Regions from separate parts of the Mus musculus genome. Here all the other regions are linked to region 1. Evidence: chromatin contacts called from public HiChIP or PLAC-seq data. All regions are on one chromosome and are shown on one strand. The core of a region is the stretch at or near the end of the contact, and the rest is flanking DNA. Distances in the headings are between cores, read along the strand shown. Region 1 overlaps Irf2 (interferon regulatory factor 2). Region 2 has its middle 28 kb from the start of Gm31111. Region 3 overlaps Casp3 (caspase 3).

Region 1 (4,722 bases), core at 1,574-4,073:
GTGTGTAGAGAGAAATAAAAATTCCATCATGCATTCTGGGACATTTGCATAGATTTCCAAGGAAGGGTTTTGGCTCCGGAGTGAGAGGTAACATGAATTTCTGGGAGAGCCCAGCTTCCTAGCCTCCTCTTTGGTTCATCTCTTGTTTCCATTGCTGGAGGTCTCCAGAGTCTTGTAGAGGAAGCTTTATTGGAAAGGGCCAAAAATCTTTACCTTCAGTTCTTCCCTAGACTCGGAAACGTGATGGAAAGTTCTCTGCTAGTTCAAGTGTTGCAGCGAGAAAGTTTATAACATTCTGTAGCTGTCTCTTCTCATCCTTTCATTGTATGGCCATCAGTAGCATCGGCTGTCTGCTGGTTGCTCACGGAAGAGTTCCTTTGTGCGGACTGTTCATCCAAACATCAACCACCTCCCTCTGCCTGTTCAGGGAACAGTGGTTTGCATTTGGAACCTGTTTCTGACTATTCGTCCTCTAGGGAATCACTGAAATACAATCCGTGGATCACTAGGAGTATCTCAAAGCCACGTTCAACTTTGCAGCTCTGTCTTCTGATGTCTGATTTAACCGTTGGGGTGACAAGGAGTTGAGACAGTGTCTTTGGGTGGAAGGAAGTATTTGCATCAGATAGTTTAAGATAATAGAAAAATTCTTTAACTGCTAAATTTTCATAGTGCAGAAGTATGTTTCAAAGCCCAGCCTTGAAGAAGCATAAGGCATAAGGCATAGTCACTTTGTTTGTTTGTTTACTTACTTGGTTTTGCTGTGCTGGAGATCAAAACCAAGGCTTTGATGTGCTAGAGAAAGGGCTCCACCACTGGTCTACCCAGCCCTCATTATATTTTGATGCGGCCGTATGCCTCATCTTTTTAGGATCTAACTAGATTGTTGGTGGCTTAGTAAAAGAAAGCCATCATGGTGATTCAGCAGCGAGGAGGTGGAAAACGGGTTTGAGTAGGGAGCATAAGAATTAATTGGTTGTATAATCAAGAGAAAATAGGCTGTGTGGGCAACCAGCCACCATCCTTCCGGGAACCGTATGAATGTCGTAATTGAGGCAAAGGTGTAGCGGCGTGGAGACTAAAAACACACTGATTTGAGTAACTGAGCGATCAGTTACATCTTCCATGTCAACATAACTGAGGAAATTATATGGAAAGAAATCAATGGTGATTGGATTTGGTGGAAATAGAGCCTTCCAGAAAATATATATCAGATATAACATAATACAATAATGTGTTCCATGAAATACATCCTCTCCTCTCAGGGATGTTCTTGAGGTAACTATGGCAATATGGATTCTAAGGCGGATGTTAAGAGTTGGCCTGAAGTGGCAGATTTCTGGAATTGTTGCTCTGGGAGAGCCCGTGAGGTCATCTGTTCCAAGTCCTGATCACTTTCCCCCCTTTTAGCTGCTTGTTGAAAAACGGGCCGGAAAGGTTAAATCAGTTATTTGTGTGTCTGCTACTACTGTGTAAATATTTCAGCTTATTCTGACCACTCTTGCAAAGTGACTTCCATCATCTTTATCCCATTGTATTGGAAGTCAGTTAGAAAAGTATCCGAACTAATAAAAGAGGGAAGTGACATAATGCACACTGACATTTTGGCAGTCGCATCGATCTGGAAGCCTCGGCTACAGCGAGCTCATTTGTCATGTAAAAAGTCATTCTGGAAATGGTGGACAAAAATCCAGAGAACGGAAAGGAGGGCTTGGAGCAGACTATTCAGTGATAGTTATTAAAAAGTGCCATTCATCTGAAATCGAGCCTGAGGAAACCCTGCACCTCTGAGGCCGAAGGCCCCTCAAGGCCACCTTCTCAAAAAGAATCGGCGTTAGAGACTGGTATCTTAGCACGCTTCACGCTGCTGTAACAAAACATGCGAGGCAATCTGTTTTAAAAGAGATAAAGACGGTGGCATGGCTCACAGTTTCAAGAGATTTCAGCTTGTAGCTACTTAGCCCCATTGCTTTGGGACTGTGGTGGAACAGAACAGCGTGGCTAGAACCATGTGGTGTGGAGCAAAGCTGGTCAGACCATGGTGGATGGGAAGGGGAAGAAAGACAGGAAGGAGCTGGGGGCCCCATGATCCCCTGCATAGGTGTGAGTGAGATGGTCTCACCTCTTACAAGTTTCCAACTCATCCCAATGTCACTGTCACCTAAGGACCAGATCTTCAACGCACCAGTCTTTGGGAGTCAGTTAAGATGCAAACCCTTATGCCCAGCTCCTGATGTGGCGAGAGGTTCCATAAGCACACCAGAGACCGTTGAACTTAATTTAGAAATGATTCTCTCCAGTCAGTGTCTGTGTCCACGGGGCAGACAGAGTATGCGTGTCTTTACTTAGCCGAAACTTTATTCCTCCAGTTGAATGCTGGTACTCACAGGACATTAAGGTTCTTATCCCCTTCCAGGTATATTCAAAGTCTTACCAAGGAGTTTAACCTAGCATCTAACTTCCAAAGCTTCCAACAATTATGGACTGGGCTCATGGGATCCTAGAACCCTGCCGACCACAGCTTCTTTCTTTCGATCCCCTGCCTTCCCAAGTGTGCCTGATGTCTCTGTGTATCCGCTTTTATTTGAAGGGGAAAGGCACAGGAGACTTTAGGATTTACAGAGAGGCATTAGGAGGAGAGTGTGTCTGGTCCTTGTGGAAGGAAGGGAAACTTAGGCTTCAGAGCACAAACAAAGCCAAGCCTGAAACTAGGAAGGAGCTCTTGAAGGTTTGCCAGCAGCGAGATAGTCTCTGTGCTGTTTGCGACTCTGGGATCCGAAGTTCAGTTTTGTTTTCTCCCCTCTGCTGACTCAGTCCGCCACTTGCCAAGGTTCTCAACATCTCTGTTCCCCATTTTTTTCTTCCTCTTGGGAGTGGCTGTCCTGTGTCCTCTGGAGGCTGAGCTAATGTGGCTTTTGTGTTTGGAGAGAAGTTTCCTTTTCTGGTCTTGGTTTACTTCTGCCTGGAAACATTTCTTGTGCCTATTGTCAATTTGTCTCTTTAGCTCAGATCACTGTCAGCCAAGACCTAGGAGATTTGTAACTCCCCCCCCCTACATGGGGATGTTTTGGGCTGGGCAGAACACTGTGAGGTGGAGGGGCAAAGATTTGAGTTTAGTCAGCCGGTGGCAATCTCCCAGGCCTGTCTGAAGTCTCTGGAGAACAGTGGCTGAGAGTAACGCAAACACACTCATTCCTGGAGGAGACTTTTGGATCTCGAATGCTTGTTGTCTGTTTCAGGAATGCACTGGGGTAAGGGAGGGTGGGGACAGTTTGTCTACTAGTTCTTTAATTTGCTATATGTGGAGAGCCTGGACTCTGGGCTATGCTCTGAATGATGGAAAGGGTTCTAGTTTGCCTAGAACCATTGACACCAGGGCAGAAGATTGTAGAAGGAGCTAGAGAACATATTGCCAGATGATAACAGCTGTTCTCTGGTTTAGGATCTTGGTAGGGGATGAACAAGACCTGGATAAAAGACTCCAGCAGAACTGAGCCATAGATCTTTACAAGTACTGTGTACTTTAGATGTTCTACTCTCTATGCATTAACTTTGGAGTGTTGTCAAACACTGAAAAAAAACTGTTCAGTATTCTTTTATTAACTTATAAAACTTAACATACAGATGATATGAAATTGCCAGTTACTCTATGTAACTCTGTTGAATCCAGCCCAATGTGAAAACTCAGAGCTAAATAGTAATTATACTACAGGTACTGTGTGTCAGCTCTGTGCAGGGCCTTCCCAAATGCCCAAACACCCTCTCCCTCATCATTTAATCCTCTCTGGAAGGTAGCAGGTAACTTTAGCTCACTCTGGTTAAGAACTGTTCTCTGTGTCACATAGCTGGCAGGTCCAATCGGGTTTATATTATCTATTGCTATGTAGCTGTACAGCCCTAAACATGATGGCTTACCACAGTACAAAACTCACAGCCTCTGGGTTGGGAATCCAGGGATGGCTTAGCTGGGTCCTTTGCAGCAGAGCCTTGCTAACCTGTCATTAGGCATTAACTAGTACTGCAACTCGTCTGAGACTCAGCTGTTGAGCCAGTGCCTCACGAAGCATTGGCCAGAACTGGATTCCTTGCAAGTGGGGAAGAACAGAGATTCCTAATTTCTTGCTAGCTTTTATCTGGAAGCAGCCCTTAGCTTAAATTTGCCATGTGGGCCTCCCTAACACTGCCAGCAGGCAAGAGAGTATCCATGAAAGACAGGTTGAATCTTACACGATGACATGAATTTGCTCATATAATAGTTACGTCGTTGATGTGTTCTGTTGGCTAAAAGCAAGTCACAGCTCCTATCCAAACTGAGGAGGACAGGTCCCAAAGACAGTAAAGGCTCAGCGAAGGGCTTGGGGCATCTACAACATGGTCACCTGCTTTAACTCCAGTGGAAGCTGGATCTCTATAAATCTAAGAGGAGGATGATACAGGAGAGATACAGGAAGGCTTCTTGGACTTCCTGTGACAAGAGAACATGGACTAGAAGAAAAGATGGTGTGCTTTTGTGGACAGAACTTCAGTGGGGAGGAGGTGCCTTGGGCACAGCACTCCACCCTGGGAAGCTGGGACTCTGGCAGCATAGCCTTGGAAAGTGAGCCTCCTCCTCAGCCCCAAAGCCCACTCCTCTTAGAGGATCAAGCAGAGAATTGAAATTCACTCCAGCTTGTTTCATGTGGAAGTGCTTGACCTTACAAAGTGGAGGGAGAGGGTACATGT
Region 2 (4,499 bases), core at 1,810-4,309, 190 kb before region 1:
CCGCCAAGACTATACAGAGAAATCCTGTCTAAAAAAAAAAAAACAAAAAACAAAAAAAAACAAAACAAAAAACAAAAAACAAAAAACAAAAACAAAAACAAACCAAAACCAACCAAACAAAAAAGATGTACTGCACTTTTGAAAGTCAGTCACTGACAGTCTCTCAAGTCTGTTAGGGTTAAAATATCTGCCTGTTATCTTGGCTGTTTTCCTGTCCCCTGGGCTGGTGACACCTGGCCGTTTCACTGGTCCCCATACTCATCTCTTTCAGGCTAAGCTTCCTAAGAACACCTGGCAACTGCAGCTATAGAGTTGGCTTGCTCATTTAAAGGCTCACTGTGCTTGCGGGAGACTGTTCACTGCCCAGCATCCAACTTCAGTGGTTTCTCAACTCCTGTTAACTCCAGCCCCAGGAAACCCAATGCCATTTGCTGGCTTCTGGCTTCTATGGGTACTGTCCTCACAGGCGCATACCTACACACAGACCACCCCTCACGCACACATACACACACACACAAAGAATGTTTTAAAAGTTTTTAAATAGATTTAATTATTTTATTGTTTTATGTGTATATGCATTTTGCCTGCATGTATGGCATCTATACCATGCACATGCCTGGTACCTGTGGATGTCAGGGGAAGGTGTCAGAACCCTGATAGGACTGGAGTTACAGTCTGTTGTGAGTGGATGCTGGGGGATTGAACTTGGATCCTATGCAAGAGCAACAGTACTCATAACTGCGGAGACATCTCTCCAGCCCCAAGAATTTTTAAAAATAATTTTTTTCACTTCCCAATCCCAGTCCCACCCCCACCTCCATTCTCCCATTCCCCTCTCCCCTTCTCCCCCTACTCCACCTCCCTCTACCAACACCCTCTGGCACATCAAGTCTCCTCGGGACTAAGTGCATCCTCTCCCACTGAAGCCAGACAAGGTAGCCCAGCTAGAGGAATGGGATCCAATGGCAGTCAACAGAGTCTGAGTCAGAGATATCCCCACTCCAATTGTTAAGGGACCCACATAGAAGACCAAACTGCACATCTGCTACGTATGTGTGAGGGGCCTAGATCCAGCCCATGTACGCTCTTTGGTTGGTGATTCAGTCTCTGTGAGCCTCCATGGGCCCTGCTAGGTGGCTTTGTAGGTCTTCTCGTGGAGTCCTTGACCCCTCCAACTTCCCCAGGTTCTTCTACAAGATTCCCCTTGTAGAATATCATCCCCCTGATGTTCATCTGTGAGTCTCTGAATCTATTTCTATCAGCTGCTGGATGAAGCCTCAGGTGACAGTTGTGCTAGGCTCCTGTCTGGGCGTTTCTGGGATCCCGCAGGCCTGGATGTCCCTGGGGGTTGGCAGACCTCTTCAGGAGGGAAGGCAGTGGAGCAGAGAACAATGTGGAGCTCACCTCTGCTAGCTGTGTCCCAGATGGACCCGGCAGGCAGGGGATAGGCAGGCCTGAGTCTATCCTGGGTATTACTGAAGCCCCTCAGGCCTGGGTGATCCTGGGGGTTGGCAATAGAGGAAAGAAGGCAATGGAGTTGATGGGGGTTCATGGGGGTGGGGACAGTGTATAACTCACCTCTCTTAAAAGGATTTTTTCAAAAGAAGACCGGGCATTGCTAGTTCTCCCGTAAGGAAGAACCTCTCACAGTGACAAACTGTGAAGCTAACCCCTCCTTGAGGAATACTTCTCATGGAACTCAAAGGCACTATGCAAAATGTCAAAGGAAAAATCAATTAAAATTATTCGGCTATAAAGTATATGAACCATGACAATGATCAGGAGGGCAACATATCCTGAAGGGTGCAATGGTGGCACTTACGACATCTTGGAAGGAACTAACAGGATGGGAGGGAATCCATGTCTGGTCCTGAAAATCTAGCAAGATCCATGGCTGGTGAGGTCCCAGAGCCTAGAGGAGAGCCTGCTACTGCTACTTTCCTATCTCTGCATACTTTGTATCTGTTCTAAAGACAATCCATAGGGAAACTGTAGCTCTCACCACTCACCAATAAAGCTCTTTTGTGGCAGGGAGAGACTGTTACAGAAATCCTCAAATGATCCAAATGCAAAGAACAACTGCCCCTGGGTGCATAGCCTCAATGGTTTTTATCCAGGCCCATCCCTGGATGATAGGCTACAGCAATTAACAACTGCAAATAGCAGAATTAATCTTCTTTAGGCTCCAGTCTCCTGATAGGTTCTTCAGTCCCACATGGTAATCCCTCAATATAGATACATAGGAGCAGCATTAAATGGATTCAGCTGGATATAGATATAGATATGTGTATATATATATATACATACATACAGATATGAATCAGTAATTAAAGAAGAATAGGTCATGAATTTCAGAGGGAGTCTGGGAGACACAGGACTTGCAGGGATGAGAAGGAGGTGTATGTGACATCCCTACAATATGTACACATTTAATTCTCAAAAGATATATTAAATGAATGAATAAATAAATAAATAAATAAATAAAAGGTGATTTATCAACAAAAAGGCAAGGCTAAGCTTAAGAGCTATATGCGGGATTCAAACTCTAGAATCTCAGTGTCAGATGGTGTCTGGCCTGGCCTGGTCTTCCAGTGCCAGGAGGTTTGAAGAATTGAAAGGCTGTGAGCATCAGGCTGGTTAGAAAAGCCTCTGTGAAGCCTGATACCGGCTCAGGGCGAGCAGCTCCAACCTGTACGCCTAAGAACCTAAAATTTGGCAGCCTCTTGGGGAGTTGTCTGTGTAGTCAACTTTTTCACTGCTGTGACAAAATCCCTGACGAAGCAACTTAAGGGAAAAGAGGTTTATTCAGCTCATGGCTCAGTGGCTGCTGGCCGTCGCTGTGTGGGAAACAGAGCATGGGAAACAATTTGTTACATCGAAGCAGCCTAGGAAGCAGAGAGACCTGGGGCTGTAACCAGAAGCAGGTATTGCCTTCACCCCCATCCCCCATCCCCTAGTGACTCACATCCTTCAATATCGCCCTACTTCCTGAAGGTCCCACAGCCTCCCAAGCAGTTGTGCCAGCTCTGGGTCACGTGTTTGAGAGCCCGTGGGAGACACCTCACATTCAAACCGGGCGGGCAGTCTGTGTCTTATCAGATTAAATATGTGCGTGCCATTCAAATTAGACCTTTTACTTCTGATGTTTAGCCAAGAATATTGAAAGTCATATTAAAATAATTCTTATATTTTTTGGTTGTGAGTCTAGTCTATAATTGGCTAAGCCATCTCTCCAGCCCTAAAGTAATTCTAAGACTGGAAATATGCCAAGGAAGACAAACCTGATAGGACGTGAGCAGCACAGGAAATGACCTGGCAGTGGATCTTCTGGCTTTTCTTTCTTCCCTTCCTCCAACTTTCCTCCTTCTCTCCCTTTCTTCCTTCCTTCCTTCCTTCCTTCCTTCCTTCCTTCCTTCCTTCCTTCCTTCCTTCCTTCCTTCCTCCCTTATTTTGTGTGCATGCTAGCACGTGCACACACACACACACACACACACACACACACACACACACATGCACACCCACACATACGTGCTTATGGAGACCTGACCTTGACTGTTGTTCTCGGGTGCCACTCACCTTGTTTTTGAGGCAGAGGCAGGGTCTCTCACTGGCTTGGGGCTCACTTAGTTAGGCTTTGTGGGAGTGAACCCCAGGAACCTGCCTATCTTTGCTCCCTTGGATCTGGGATTATAAACTCTGGCCGCCATGCCTGGCTTCTCCATGAATTCTAAGGATTGAACTTGGGTCCTTATGCTTGCAAAACAAGCACATTACTAACTGACCTATTGTCTCACTGCCCCAACCCCAACTGTAGTTTTCTTTTTGCCTCTCCTGTTGGAGGAATGTTGGGGAAGCCAGCAACCTACTCCAATGGACAAAGACTACAGTGTGTCTTCGCTAACCCTCCATGAAAAGCCTTTGTCTAGTCAAGGACCCAGAAGGGGATGGTCTAGCAAGACAGGAACTTGTAGAAGATAGCTACTCAGGCAAACAGAATCAGGCAGCTACCCTACCCTGCTGTGTCAGCCAAAGCATTCCCTGGCTGAATGTTTGTTCATTCTCAACTGGACACCGTTTCTTCAAAACAAATTGAAAAGCCGCTATGTGTTCAGGAATGCTGGCTCTCCTTCCGGGACAATTGATGACTAATGACAGTTACAAAATATTCAGGTGTTTCTTCCTAGAAGAGATGACATATCAAAATAGTCTGTCTTCTGCAACTATGATATTCTTGGCTCCGTAATGCTAGCCTTTGTTCATTCTCACTCTTAGACTGTACCCTTGATTTTAATCTTAATTTAATTTAATATTTATTTATTCTTCTTCTTCTTTTGTTTGTTTGTTGACACAAGGTTTCTTTGTGTAGCTTTGGCTCTCCTGGAACTTGATCTGTAGACCAGGCTGGTTTGAACTCACCACCTCCCTCGGCCTCCAAATGCTGGGATGAAAGGGGTACACAACCACTGCCTGGCTTAATTTTATTTTTGAGAAAGGGTCTC
Region 3 (4,945 bases), core at 783-3,282, 210 kb before region 1:
CATGAGCACTCCTTAAGGCTTCCTCGAGTCTTGGCACACCACATCCGTCCAGTTCTTTTTTCTTTCTAGACTTCAAGTTTCCTGAAGGTAGGAATTGGGTGCAAAGTCTGTGGCCTCTAAATATCTGCTTGCTGACTGAAAAACATGGGGCATCCCAATAGTGCCCACTTCCTGTGGTTTTCTAGAAAGCAGAGAGCCTTCATAGGGGTGCAAACCACTGACTGGTCTTGAAGGCCCATGAAGCCACTGTCCTCTTCTGTGGCCAGGCTCAAGTGTCATCACTTCCTCTTTCCTGGATTCTTTCTCTGTTCCCAACAGCACAGCAAACCAGGGGAAAGATGGTAGGAACTTAGCTTTGGGGCCTCAGCTGGTGGGGCTGTAGTATTTTTGACCTCAGCATAGGGCTGAGGTTAAAAGTTGTATTGTGATGGAAATATTTGACATAGCCAGGGATTCTAGAGTCTGGAGATTCACTGGAGATTTTTAGTCCTTGTCTTATGTCTTATTTCTGCTTGTCTTCTTTATTTGGGGAGATACACTATCACCCCCAAGTGTCTTTCCTTTTGGAGAACTCTAGAAGACAAGCAAGGAGCTGGCTTCCTCAATGTAGCAGATGAGGAGAGGTGCCTGTGTCTTAGGACAGGATCACGTAGCATCAGAAGTCTCGAGTGTCTGAGTAGGAGAACCTGGAGATCTGGAAGTCCCTTGGGCTGTCACCATTGTGGTATTGACTGTTGAGGCTAGTTTGTTGACCGTTTTGTTTTAGTTGTCTTGAGCTGGGAGCCAAGATCCAGTACTTAACTTGAGTTGTTGGGTGACCATGGAAAAAAGGTATTAACTGTTGTGATTGCCAGGGACACACAAATCAATCAAACAAACAAACAAACAAACAACTGATTGAGCTGCACACTCTGTTTTCTTGATGTAATGTATAGTTAAAGGAAGAACAAGAATGGGGACAGAGTGGTGCCTTTGCAAAGGACCATTCTCCATACATCTGACTTAGGGGAGCAATAGCATTCGCTATAAAACAAGAACTTCAGGAGAAATCAGCATGGCATTGCTAATACACAGCAGTGTCTCTATAAAAGATTTGCTATGAGTAACTTCTCTTTTTCTCTCTCTTCTAGCTAAGAAAAGTGACCATGGAGAACAACAAAACCTCAGTGGATTCAAAATCCATTAATAATTTTGAAGTGTGAGTATTTATTTATTTGTATTTGTTGTTGTTGTTTAAGGCATGTTCTCACCTACCCCCGGCTAACCCGGAGCTCTGCAGTCCAGGCTGGCTTCAAACTTGTGATGGTCTTCTGATTTCTGTTTTCTAGATGCTAGGAAAATAGGAACAAGTTACTACTGTGCCTGGTGAAATTGATATAAATGTAATTTTGTATAGTCAAAGATGGGTTTGCGCAAGACAGCTCACCCTGAAGAGAAGGGGAGCAGAGGGAATAAAGGTTTTTGAACCAGAGAGACCAGGCTACCTCTTGCCCCACAGCTGTGCAGCTTAATGTCAGCTCACATCTCTGAGTCTCATCTTGAGGCCAAGGAGGTTGGTTAGGTTGCTAACTGCCCTTATATTCCTGGCTTGGGATTCTATGTTCTTTGTTAAGGGATATCTTGTCTTGGTCTAGTGCTGGCTCATAAAGACGGCAGCAGAAAATGGTGAAAAATCAATCGGCTTTAGGCAATGGGAATTACAGTTCAGTTACAAGATTTTATCCCTTTCCCAAAATGACTAGAACTTAGGATGTTTTAGACTTTGGACTCTCAGGTTGGAACATATTCACATATATACAACAAAAATGCATTAGAGCTGGGGCTCAAGTGTATGTGCGCGCTCGTGAGAGTGTTTGTGTGTGTGTGTACAGGTGTGAATGTATTGCAGTGCACATGTGGAGGTTAGAGGCCAACTTTTCCTTGTTTCTGCTGCAGAGTGCCCTAGGCTCTTTTTCAAGCTCTGGCCTATTCTCCTGTCTCCACCTCCCATCTTGTAGCAGGAGTGCTGTGAATACAGAGATGTGAGTCACCACATAGGGCAGTGGTTCTCAGCATTCCTGATGCTGCAACCCTTTAACACAGTCCCTCAGGTTATGGCAAACACACCCCAACTGTAAAATTATTTTTATTGTTACTACATAGCTGTTACTTTGCTGGTGTTATGAGTTGTAGTGTAAATATCTGATGTACAGGTTATCTGCTGTTATGTGACCCTTATGAAAGGGTCATTTGACTTCCCAGGGGGATCACAACCTACAAGTTGAGAACCTCTCTGACTTTTTATATAGTTTCCAGGGATTGAACCCAGGGCTGTTTGGACTGCTTAGAAAATGCTATTACCTTCTGAGTTGTCTCCCCGGCCTATACATTGTAAATACTATGAATTCATTGCTGTTTCATATAAATTTTACCAAAGCTCATTTTATATAATATTTTTAGTGGGCCTGCATTTTGAAAGTGACCCGTTAACATGGGGCTTGGTGTGGAATTTTCCACTTGTGGCCTTATGCTGACTTGCCAATCTTGGAGCATTTCCAGTTGTAGATTTCTGGATTAGGAATGTACAGCCTGTGTGACCTAACAGCTCTTTTTTTTTTTTGGTCTGCCTTGACCTCTTCATCTACTGCTTTTTTTTGTTTTGTTTTTTTGTTTTTCGAGACAGGGTTTCTCTGTATAGTCCTGGCTGTCCTGGAACTCACTTTGTAGATCAGGCTGGCCTCGAACTCAGAAATCCGCCTGCCTCTGCCTCCCGAGTGCTGGGATTAAAGGCGTGCGCCATCACACCCAGCTATCTACTGCTTTTACTCTCTTCCATTATCTTTAGAGTTGTGTAAAAGGGAAGACAGTCTTAAGGCTGAGTGTGTGTCCTTCACAGTGTTGATGTCCGGCTGTTCCTAGAGTCCTAGATCATGGGCTAGGTTTGTGCTCAGCCTCTGTCACAGTTGTTGGACCGCTGCCACACCTTTATAAGTCTGTTGCCTTGGGCTAGTTTCACCCAGCCAGATTGAGGCTATACTAGAGGGTAGCCTGTGGGCCGGCCTATCTGGGCTTTTAAGAAAATGGTTACTGACCTCTGATCTACCTGACTAACCTTTTTATATAAGAGACTTTGACCTAAGTATTTCCAACCCTTTATGGTAATTCAACTGTGCATTAATAAGTTATTCATTGGTTCAGCTTATAAAGTTTAAGGACTGATTTAATGTCGGGGTCTTAGATAAGTGGACTGCCCAGAGCCAGCCTAGGCTACCTATAGCAAAACTCCACCTCAAAAAACAAAATCTTTAAACAAAACAAAACAAAACAAAACAAGATTATTATATTTTTGTCTCAAAGGAGAGATTATTTCACACAAGGTTAATATTTTTAAAAAGATGTAATTGGTAAAATTTAATTGGACTTTACAGGAAACCCTTCCACCTTGATTCCATCTTAGGATCCGAACACCCTTCAGCACTTTACTTAGCCTTGGTGGGTTATCTCCACATCAGTTAAATGGGTTGTCGGGAGCGTATCTATGGGTTTTTTTTTTTCCTCCTTGGTGATTGGGATCAAACCCACATGCTGTGGAATTTGAATGAAGGAAGGATGTAACATGAGGTTGGTACATTGATAGCCTTAAACAAATGTCAACTCTTCTGATGAGTCATAAAAGTTGTATTAATAAAAATCTTCATTTCTACCTTTGTAACTGTCATTTGGTTTCCATGCAGAAAGACCATACATGGGAGCAAGTCAGTGGACTCTGGGATCTATCTGGACAGTAGTTACAAAATGGATTATCCTGAAATGGGCATATGCATAATAATTAATAATAAGAACTTCCATAAGAGCACTGGTATGTATGTAAGGTAATGTTTTAGATATTTCAAATATTGATCCCATTTACATTGCCTATAATATGAAAAGCAATATCAGTGGTGAGTGATTACGAGTCAGTAAACTGATACAGAAAAATGGCAAAGTAGAGAAGCCCTGGAACCTCACAGGTCCCATATTCAATATGAACTCTTCTTCCATGTTGGACATCTCTGCCTCTCCTGTGACTGTGGAAGGTTGGATTCTGCTGTTGCCCAACAGAGCCAGTGCCTTGAGGTCAAGTGATGGGAGAAGAAAACGTTTCATAAGCAACAAGGTGAAATGGGATGAAGATGGATGACTGGCACCTGAGGTCATCTGCCCTGGGGCAGCTTAGAAAGTCTCTCTAGTGACCTCAGGCCTTTAATTCACTGCCTCAGGCACGTGGGCCCCAAGGTCGTTTCTGAGCCTAGAATACCAATTAGGGCCTCTTATCTCAGGTTACTGAGCTGCCCCCACCACTGCAAGCCGTGTTTCCCATTTGTGGAGCTATGTGTCTGGTTCAGGCAAAGTGTGCCTCTGTGTTTGCAACTACTGTTTAATTGAAGGCCTTCACCCTGACCTGAGAATGAGTGCTCGGTGAAAGCAATGGTGTTTAAGCTAAATCTACAAGTGCTCAGGGCTTGTACTGTAGATCTACCACACTCCAATCGAAGGCTGCACATCCAGGAGTTATAGGCAGCAGAAAGTGGACTGGATAGGTTTTGTTGTCGTCTTGATGTTTTGTTTTGGTATTGTGTTTTTCCCGAGACAGGTTTTTTTCTCTTATAGAGTCCTGGATGCCCTGGAACTCACTCTGTAGACCAGGCTGGCCTTGAACTCAGAGATCTGTTTGCCTCAGCCCGCTGAGTGCTGGGATTAAAGGTCTCTGCCACCACCGCCTGGCTTTCCTTCCTTTTAAAACCAAATGTCTCTCGTGCTCAGCACACAGTGTACCAAGAGCAGGATTCTAAGCTCATTGTGCTCAGCATCCCTCTTGTGTACAAATGAAACCAGGAAGCATCTTGTGATGGTTGGAAAGACTGAATATTCCCCACATAGCCGAATACCTGATAGACAATGCTGATCTGATAATAGTTGTGGAAGG

Evidence for each region. HiChIP or PLAC-seq counts read pairs in DNA pulled down with a chosen protein or histone mark.
Region 2: a FOXA1 HiChIP or PLAC-seq map of pancreatic cancer cells shows a contact between it and region 1. The contact joins two enhancer-like sites. A contact is called at or near these places in 2 of 115 datasets of contacts at active chromatin or transcription factors (the 230-238 cell line and pancreatic cancer cells).
Region 3: an HNF4G HiChIP or PLAC-seq map of pancreatic cancer cells shows a contact between it and region 1. The contact joins two enhancer-like sites. A contact is called at or near these places in 1 of 484 Hi-C or Micro-C datasets (the G1E-ER4 cell line) and 3 of 115 datasets of contacts at active chromatin or transcription factors (memory CD8 T cells, microglia and pancreatic cancer cells).

The regions. Positions count from the first base shown.
Region 1 is chr8:46,840,003-46,844,724 of GRCm38.p6, forward strand. The region is part of intron 7 of Irf2 (interferon regulatory factor 2); the gene reads left to right. Among named protein-coding and RNA genes, the nearest start is that of Gm39170, 12 kb to the left of the region's middle. Within about 2 kb of position 2,824, at least 155 of the 459 cell types and tissues checked have an H3K27ac peak or open chromatin away from gene starts, as enhancers often do. A contact at or near this core is called in pancreatic cancer cells, where this site is marked.
Region 2 is chr8:46,649,067-46,653,565 of GRCm38.p6, forward strand. No RefSeq gene overlaps it. Among named protein-coding and RNA genes, the nearest start is that of Gm31111, 28 kb to the right of the region's middle. Within about 2 kb of position 3,060, at least 60 of the 459 cell types and tissues checked have an H3K27ac peak or open chromatin away from gene starts, as enhancers often do. A contact at or near this core is called in pancreatic cancer cells, where this site is marked.
Region 3 is chr8:46,628,604-46,633,548 of GRCm38.p6, forward strand. It overlaps Casp3 (caspase 3), which reads left to right. Exons shown (of 7, transcript NM_001284409.1): 2 at 1,131-1,198; 3 at 3,714-3,838. The coding sequence starts at 1,146. Among named protein-coding and RNA genes, the nearest start is that of Casp3, 14 kb to the left of the region's middle. Within about 2 kb of position 2,033, at least 37 of the 459 cell types and tissues checked have an H3K27ac peak or open chromatin away from gene starts, as enhancers often do. A contact at or near this core is called in pancreatic cancer cells, where this site is marked.